Regions from separate parts of the Mus musculus genome. Here regions 2 and 3 are each linked to region 1. A link is a contact called in public promoter capture Hi-C data. All regions are on one chromosome and are shown on one strand. The core of a region is the stretch at or near the end of the contact, and the rest is flanking DNA. Distances in the headings are between cores, read along the strand shown. Region 1 holds the start of Aqp3 (aquaporin 3). Region 2 holds the start of Dctn3 (dynactin 3). Region 3 holds the start of Galt (galactose-1-phosphate uridyl transferase).

What was found. Promoter capture Hi-C pulls out the DNA fragments that hold promoters and counts their contacts.
Region 2: a contact with region 1 is called in a promoter capture Hi-C map of embryonic stem cells. The contact joins the promoter of Dctn3 here to the promoter of Aqp3 in region 1. A contact is called at or near these places in 12 of 39 promoter capture datasets (the 3T3-L1 cell line, cranial neural crest, embryonic stem cells and 4 more) and 1 of 9 other capture datasets (adipose tissue).
Region 3: a contact with region 1 is called in a promoter capture Hi-C map of pre-B cells, with 2.8 times the contacts expected there. The contact joins the promoter of Galt here to the promoter of Aqp3 in region 1. A contact is called at or near these places in 2 of 39 promoter capture datasets (hippocampal neurons and pre-B cells).

What each region holds. Positions count from the first base shown.
Region 1 is chr4:41,096,904-41,099,653 of GRCm38.p6, reverse strand. It overlaps Aqp3 (aquaporin 3), which reads left to right and starts at 1,471. Exons shown (of 6, transcript NM_016689.2): 1 at 1,471-1,652. The coding sequence starts at 1,545.
Region 2 is chr4:41,721,799-41,724,498 of GRCm38.p6, reverse strand. Dctn3 (dynactin 3) reads left to right here and starts at 1,336. Exons shown (of 7, transcript NM_016890.4): 1 at 1,336-1,464. The coding sequence starts at 1,369. Arid3c (AT rich interactive domain 3C (BRIGHT-like)) reads left to right here. Exons shown (of 8, transcript NM_001017362.2): 8 at 166-663. The coding sequence ends at 266.
Region 3 is chr4:41,754,117-41,756,816 of GRCm38.p6, reverse strand. Galt (galactose-1-phosphate uridyl transferase) reads right to left here and starts at 1,300. Exons shown (of 11, transcript NM_016658.4): 1 at 1,165-1,300; 2 at 687-856; 3 at 395-470; 4 at 256-304; 5 at 6-135. The coding sequence starts at 1,189. It overlaps Gm42274 (predicted gene, 42274), which reads left to right and starts at 1,045. Exons shown (of 2, transcript NR_155499.1): 1 at 1,045-1,648.

The DNA.
Region 1 (2,750 bases), core at 222-2,721:
AAGCCTAGGCTAATTCCAAATCCACAATTTTCCTACCTTAGCTCGTGAGTGCTGGGATTATGGGTATGTGCCATGAAACCTGGTTGAGTTTAATCTCTCTCTAAAAAAAAAAAAAAAAAAAAAGCCAGGCGTGGTGGTGCACGCCTTTAATCCCAGCACTTGGGAGGCAGAGGCAGGCGAATTTCTGAGTTCAAGGCTAGCCTGGTCTACAGAGTGAGTTCCAGGACAGCTAGGGCTACACAGAGAAACCCTGTCATGAAAAAACAAAACAAAACAAAACAAAAAAAGTAAAAATAATTATGCCAGATGTGGTGGCTCCCGTTTTTTCAAATTCCGGCCCTTGGGAGGCAGAGACAGGTAGATCTCTCTTAGTTTAAGGACTGGGGCTACATGGTGCGTTCCAGGCCAGCCAGGGTTGCAAGGTAAGGCCTTATCTAAAAAAGAAAGAAAGAACGAAAGAAAGAAAGAAAGAAAGAAGGAAGGAAGGAAGGAAAGAAGGAAAGAAAGAAAGAAAGAAAGAAAGAGAGAGAGAGAGAGAAAGAAAGTGAGAGAAAGAAAGGAAGGAAGAAAGAAAGAAAGAAAAATTAATGATGATATACATGTGGGCACATGCACTGCTATGAACGTGTGGAGTTGGTTCTTTCTCTTCGGGTGGGTTTCAGGGATTGAATTCGGGTTGTCAGTCTGCCCTGGCAAGCGCTCTTCCTGTTGAGCCTACTCCCGGGGCCCCAGCTTAATTACTTAAAAGAGTAGATTTACATCGATGGGAGTGGGAAAGGAGGAGTTAAAAACAGCTGGAATTCACATGATGTAGCATGTGACATGTCAAGACAACAGCAGCTCAGCCAAGGGGGAAGGTCCACAAGGAGAAAGCCCAGGTATCCCGGCCCGCACGTGGCGCGTCCAGACGGTGTGACCAGGTCACAGGACATATACCATGCTAATCAACACATGCAACATGTGACATGTTCCCAGGGCACACGAAGCGCTGGTGAATTCTGGTTAGAACTCTGCATACACCTGCCTACCAGGGTCGTCACTCTGAGGTCTCTTCCCACTAGAGGTTTATAGCCTCCTTTAAAAATCAGCCGCCCGATTGAAGACCTGTTCTATCCAGTCATCGCAGCAAGCTGGTTCCTCACTCCTAGCGTGAGACGATGCCCACAAAGGCTCTCTGTGAAGGGGGTTGGGGTAGGGGGGTGGGGGGGGGTGGCGCTCGGGAGACCGCTTGCTCTTCCCGTTTTCACAGTATCCCAGTCCTCTCAGTACAACACTCACTCCCCTAAGAATCCTGCAGAGCCAACCCACCCTTAAAGCTCCACAGGACCCTCCTTACAACTGTCACCCCGCGTCCCCACCAGCGCCTCCAGGCTAGGTGGAGGGGTGGTGGCCGCACTCCGCCCCCGCGGGGTTCCGAGGGTGGGGCTCAGCAGGCTGAGCGTATAAAGGGCGCCACCTGCGCTCCGGGCCACCGCTCTCGGTGCCTTGCGCTAGCTACTTTGCACTCGTACGCCGCCGGACCTCGCCGCTGCCTGCCTCGCGCCATGGGTCGACAGAAGGAGTTGATGAATCGTTGTGGGGAGATGCTTCACATCCGCTACCGGCTGCTTCGCCAGGCGCTGGCGGAGTGCCTGGGGACCCTCATCCTTGTGGTGAGTGCAGGGTAGTGAGCAGTCCTATCTATTTCAGGCCCCGTGGTCCCCAACTCCTTATTCACTCCAGGGACAGTTTTCCAGGCAGACACGACCAGTTCCCCAGCTCTGCTCCCGAGGCTTAACCCTCAGGGTCAAGCTGACCTCCAAAGCCTTCAACAGTCTTGACAGTTCTAACTCAACTTGTGACAGTGCTACTTACCCAAGAACAGCTCTGCTATTTTGCCTTTCCCCCTGGAGACAGAGACCAAGGCTGCGGAGGGTCACCCCTTAGTGTGGGACCTCCCACACGTTTCCTGGCTTCCCAACTTTCCCAGGGCTCCAACCTCAGGACACAGCAGAGAAAGGCAAATGGACACCCCTATTAAGTTATTTGGGTCTTGGGTGTCTGGCCCCTAATGAATAATTAAGCCTCAGAAAGTCCAAAAGTTGCAGTGAAGTGAGGGCGGATTACGGCAGGTAGGGGCAGAGGGCGCAGATTTCTTGGGCTGTAAGCAGCAAAATCGGAAGAACGGAGATTGTGGAAGGAAACAGAGCCTAACAGAACAGTGGGCGCGTCTAAATGTGTTGTGCACACGCTGTAGGAGTCCTTCGGATCCTGCGACCCAGATGCTTCCAGCGTCTTTGCTGGCCTTTTGATCCCCCCTCTGCCTCTCCTCTCAATGGCCCCTGGTGAACCCCCAGATCTCAGGCTTCTGCAGTTTTGCCCCGAGTTCTGGTTAACTTGGCGCACTTCTTGATCAGACAGACACTATGGCTTTCATTTCCTGTCCCAGTTACTCTGATTTTCAGCCACTGACTTGTTTTTCTGAGTCTCTTCTCAATTCCGGTGTCCCTTTTTGCAGTGGGGTGGGTTACTTGAGTTCCAGCAACAGCCTCAGTCTTGGGTAGTGCAGATCAGTCAACTGGCGAGGGAACATGGTGGGGCAGGCTACACATGGAGAAAGGGGGCCCAAATGTGCCTCTGACTTCATAGACTAGTGGCCTATCAGTTGTCCCCACTCCCTCCTGCCTCGGTGGTTCCCTGTTTCCTATCTTGATTTGTGAGTCTGGCCACCTGTTCGGTTGAGAGCAGCAAGAGGACAAGGGAGGGTGTCT
Region 2 (2,700 bases), core at 87-2,586, 620 kb before region 1:
GTCTGCTTTGTCACAGATCTGTGAGTATTTATTGCGCACCTACTTCAAGCTACCCACAACGGCATAGGAGCTTCTCACTGGTCAGAGGGACTTGTCCGTGCTTTGTGGGAGTCCCACATTCTCTCGTTTATTTTTTAATTTTACATCTCTTATACCCTTTATCAGGTATCCTCTTTGCTCGACGCCAACCTGTGCCAGCTTCCTTGGGTCCAACCAATCCTCCACCTCTACCCTCTACAGGGCCCCCTTCCAGTACCTTGCCCTGAAAGCAGCTACTGAGAACCAAGAGTCCCAATATCATTGCTTAGGGGGGGAGAAGGCACCCTCCTACCTTGATTCTTTCAGGATGTGACGCCCACTCTGGGATCCAGTCCTGGTTGATGTCAGCATGCCACCTCCACACCAAAGGGATTTATATTACGTTCCATCTACCTCACCGTAAAAGGCAGACACTGTCTCCCTAGCTAATTTCAGCAGCATCTACCAAAGAGCTTTCCCCCGAGAACCCCTATCACTCCGTCATGTAACCCCTATGTCAGTGTCACCTTTGGTACCCCACCTCTTTGAGTCAATTCTGCTCCTTTTCAGGAAGCAGGTGAAGGATTGGATTTGAATGTGAAGATGTCCCTTGGGTTGCATCTGGAAAATAAAATTGTACTTCCCGTGTCTCCTGTGCCTCCTCTTCTTGCTTGGGTCTGGGAGGTGGGGGATCCACAGACTACATTGAGCTGTCCAAGTGGAAGCAGAAGAACAAAGCTCTGAGAGAATAGAAGAGCACTTTTTTTTGAAGGGAAGCAAGCTTTCTCTACATTGTTCCCTGACTGGTCTTGAACTCACTGTGTAGAGCAGGCTGGCCTCAAACTTACAGTCATCCTTCTGTCTCTCCTTTCTCTCCTAGCACCACCACACAGAGCGCGGTCACAAATCAGACTGTTTGGGTGTACGTCCTGACAACAAGAGGCTTACGTACAAATCACTTGATCTTTAAAAGATTCCAAAAATGTATGGTGTCTCTCCCAAGAAGCTGCCTACTGATCTATGGGTATAAACCTATCTTGGAATAATAGGTATATTTATACGCTAACTCTCAGGGAATGGGGGAGGGGAGGAAATCTCTTCGAATCTTGGATTTAGAGCACTAAAAGTCTTGACAACCAAGTCCTGGAAACCAGGGTAGAACTAGGACCCAGAACGTTACCTAGGTAACCAGATTGCTTTGACATCGGTTATTTCCGACATCCAAAGCCTAAACAGTGACGTCACTTCCTACAAGGCGTGACGGTGCTCTCGGATTGGCCAGTCTTCTTATTTAGGCGGACGTCCCACCCTCAGGCTGTTCCGGGTTGCTGCGGCCAGGCTGCAGAAACGATGGCGGCTCTGACCGATGTGCAGCGGCTACAGTCTCGAGTGGAGGAGCTGGAGCGCTGGGTGTACGGGCCGGGCGGGACCCGAGGCTCCAGGAAGGTGAGGGGTCCGGTCTATTGATCCGTTTGTGGGGCAGAGCGGGACAGGAGCGGTCCACTGGCCCTGCCCTAGGGTCGGATGCTACCACTTCTGTCAGGTCGTCCTCAGCCCAGGCTCTGAAATAAATAACAAAGATCTAGAACCTCCTGGTACCAATCGGACCCTTGAGGTCCGTTCCCGAGGGGATTGGGATGGGGGAGATGCTTAAGCCTTTTTAAGATGGGTTCGGTGACAACTTTCACAAAAACTCCGCGCGCTCACAGGCGTTCTAAGGAGACCAGACGCATTTAAAAATTGATTAATGGGAGTTTCAGTAAGAGCTGAAGCCCGCAGTGGAGTGTCATCCTAGAGCCATGCAAAATTAATTGCTAAATGAATTACGCGTAGACAGGAGTCCTAGAGGAGGCAGAGCACAGGTGCTACAGGCTCCAAAGGGTGAGCGGTGAGGTCTGAGCAGGCCCAGAAAAGGAAGATTAGTAATTGAGCCCTAAGTGTCCAGATGTGGGCGAACATCGTGTCTGAATTTTGACAAAAATTTAGAGGTGCCCTAAAATCCCTTTTTACGATGTTGAAACCATTTACTGGAGCGCTTCTGGTAGAATTAAGAATGTTCTGGAACAAAGGTAATGATGTGTCTCTGTATTTTTTTGTAAAATTGTCACCAGCACATTCTGTTCCAGTTTGAGAACCAACTTTTCGAAACACTCTCCCCCTTTGGCATCTATTTGTGTGCCTTCCCTTGTGTGTTAGTCCCTTAAATATTAGTATTCACCTTTTACACAAGCCTTGAGTGAAGTCGTTCATTTCCTCAGCCTCCGGCTCCAGCTGACTCTTGACTGTTAGAATCCTAAGTCCTAGGCAGGCTCGTTCACTGCCGTGATTTCAGTTACTCATTTCACGTCTTTATGTTTCCAGTGTGTAGCTCTGTTTCAGACTTTCCGAGAACCCGATTGATCTTTGTCTACTGGTCTCCTCCACTGGGCTATCCCGCAGACATCTTAAGCTCAAACCCTTAACTACTAACTGTATTCTGCCTCTAAACTGATTCTCTTCTGTATTCTCTACGATGGGGATTGCACTGTCTTTGGGATCCCAGAGTGTTCCGTCTCCTGTACTAGACTTGATGTGGAGGGTATGAGGCTAGAGCTAGGCCAGCCAGTTCGTTCCCCAGCCTTGAGCTAAGAAAGACCTGGGTGAGGGTATTTGCATATATCATGCCCAAATATAGGGGTTAGG
Region 3 (2,700 bases), core at 51-2,550, 660 kb before region 1:
CAGACCTGCACCCAAGGGTACTGGGCACCCAGCTCCTCTGTGACTGAGGCCCATGCATCGATGACAGCTCGGATCTCAGGGACAGACATGAGTGGCAGCGTCACATCCGACCAGGGGTGGAAGCACATGACCTTACTAGGTGGTGAGGGAAAAATGACATAGGGAAGTGGATTGGGTGCTAAGGGCAGGGCCCAAGCTCAGGTCTTCGTCTTCAGACCTGGGCTGGAGGTTGTAAGAGGGGAAACCCAAAGTTACCAAACTCCTCTGGCGGCCTCTGCTCGGAAGAGAGGGTGGTCACTGGGTCCTGGAATAAAGGAGTATTACTCTCTGTAGCACAGGTACCCGGGTCAGACCCAGTCTCCCTTCTCCCCAACAGTGGTTAAATTGAGGGTACCTGGATCCGGAGCATCGGGCTGCAGAGCCGGGAAGTCATTGTCAAACAGAAAGGTACCATCATAGTGGGGATTCACCTACTGACAAGAATAGGCTAGAAATACTACCTGACGGAATTCAAGGGCTATCCAGGCTGCAACGGGGGCGAGGAAGGCCCCACTCAAAGGATCAAAATTGCTTGCCCGGAAATGACCCAAAAGGAGGCGCACTGCTCCCCCTTGTGGGCGAAGGGTAGTAATAAGGAAGAAGGATTTTTTTCCTATCCCAGTTGGTGGCTGTGTATTCGGGCTTACCTCCCCATTAGCTCGTGTGGCCCCGGGACACAGAGGGTTGAGTGGGTCGTGGCGGGGCACTGTCTTCAGAAGCTGGGGCTCCACTTGTCCTTGCCAGGGCCGCTTCATGCGATGAGCCGACACTAACACCCACTCGTCCTGGAGCGGGTTGTAGCGAATATGCTGGTGTTCTGGGGAGAGACAAGGATCAGTCAGCAAAACTCCCTGTCTCTCTCTTCCCCGAGTGGCTCTAATGCCCTAGCAGGCCCAAGTACAGGGACGCTCGGTCGGCGCAGTGTTTCTAGAAGCTATAGGCTGGCGGAGGGGAGTTAAAGGGTTAAACGCTTTCCGTGCCACACGGCCTGCAAGCCCCTCCTTCCCTCGCCCGCCACCCTGGCCTCGGGTAGGAGTGCCGACCTTGACTCTGGGACTAGAACTTCCTACGGAAAAGGAAGGCTCGGCTCCGCACCGTAGCGGGTCCAGGCCGCCCAGCAATTACCGCTCGCCCGGAAGGTCGCTGCCATGGCGTCCGCCTCTGAAGCCTGCTGGCGCTGCTCAGGATCGGCTCCGCTATGCGACGTGAGGCCACACGAATTGACCTAAGGTACACAAGGTGAGCGCCCCATTCCATGTCTCCCCCCGCCCACCCTGGATGATTGGCTAGTCGCCAACACGTGACGGTGGGGGCACAGCCTGCCACTTGAGGGCGGGGCTCGGGACCGCCACGCTCACTTCCCCAGGTTGTTTTGATGATTCTCCTGCACACCGGATTGTAGCTACTTCTCTGGAGAGCATCTGTGAAAACTGGTTGCTGTGTCCATTCGTCCCGCCACGGATTCGGGTTGCTTGCACGACATTAGGGCTATTTATTGGAGCATGACATATCAGCTTCACCACTCAAGGACACTCCTGCCAGCAGCCTTTAACTGCCAATAGTCCATCAGAAAGGGCGGAGCCTCGTGAGTGCACCGCCCCCCAAACCGGTAAGAAACCTCTATGGGTCCATTCTCATGTTTTGTGCAGGTAACCACAGGTGTAGTGAGTTCTTGTGTTTGCACATCAGGCCCTGTCCTGTTCAGAAGACATCGTTTTTACTGAGCATCTTAACCGTGTGCCAGGCACCTAGGTTCTGTGTGGAGCATAGAGACGCCCTGTGCAAAGACCAGCAGCATTCTGAACTCATGACCTGGGTCACCTGCGGAGCTGCTGTGTGTGGTTAAGATGCAAGTTGTGGAGAGGGGGTGGAGGTGAGGAACTTGATCATACTATAGATGAAGCCTGCAGCCTGGCCCTTCAGGTATTGCCCGGATGTGTGAGTATTTCACTGTAACTATGCCTCTAGCCTCAGGAGCAGAAATAAGGTTAGATAAAGAGAACTGAGTAAGTATAGGGTGTGGTGGTACACACCTGTAATCCCAGCACTCCAGAAACAGAGACAGTAAACTTACAAGTTCAAGTTCAGCCTGCGCAGTTATACATAACAAGGCCCAATCTATATAAAAGTAAACCAAACGGCCAGTGGTGGTGCACACCATTAATCCCAGCACTTGGGAGGCAGAGGCAGGCAGATTTCTGAGTTCGAGGCCAGCCTGGTTTACAGAGTGAGTGCCAGGACAGCCAGGGCTACACAGAGAAACCCTGTCTCGAAAAAAAAAAAAAAAGTAAACCAAAAGACAGTAATGTGTGTGTGTGTGTGCGCGCGTGTATGCGTTTGTGCATACATACCAGGCACAGTGATGCATTTGCCTATAGTCTCAGCTACTCTAGAAGCTGAAGCAGAAGATCAATTGAGCCCACAAGTTCTAGACCATCCTGGCCAATATAGTGAAGCCAATTTCAAAAACAAGCAAAAGGCCATCAGTATTTGAAGGGCAGAGACAGGCATATCAATGAGTAGCCTGGCTACATAGAACATTCTAGGCTGTTGAGGTTTGGTCTGTTGCTATGTATTATGATGCAAAATACTGGCTGGGGAGGTGGGGAGCTGGAGAGATGGCTCAGGGATTAAGAGCACCAACTGCTCTTCCAGAGGTCT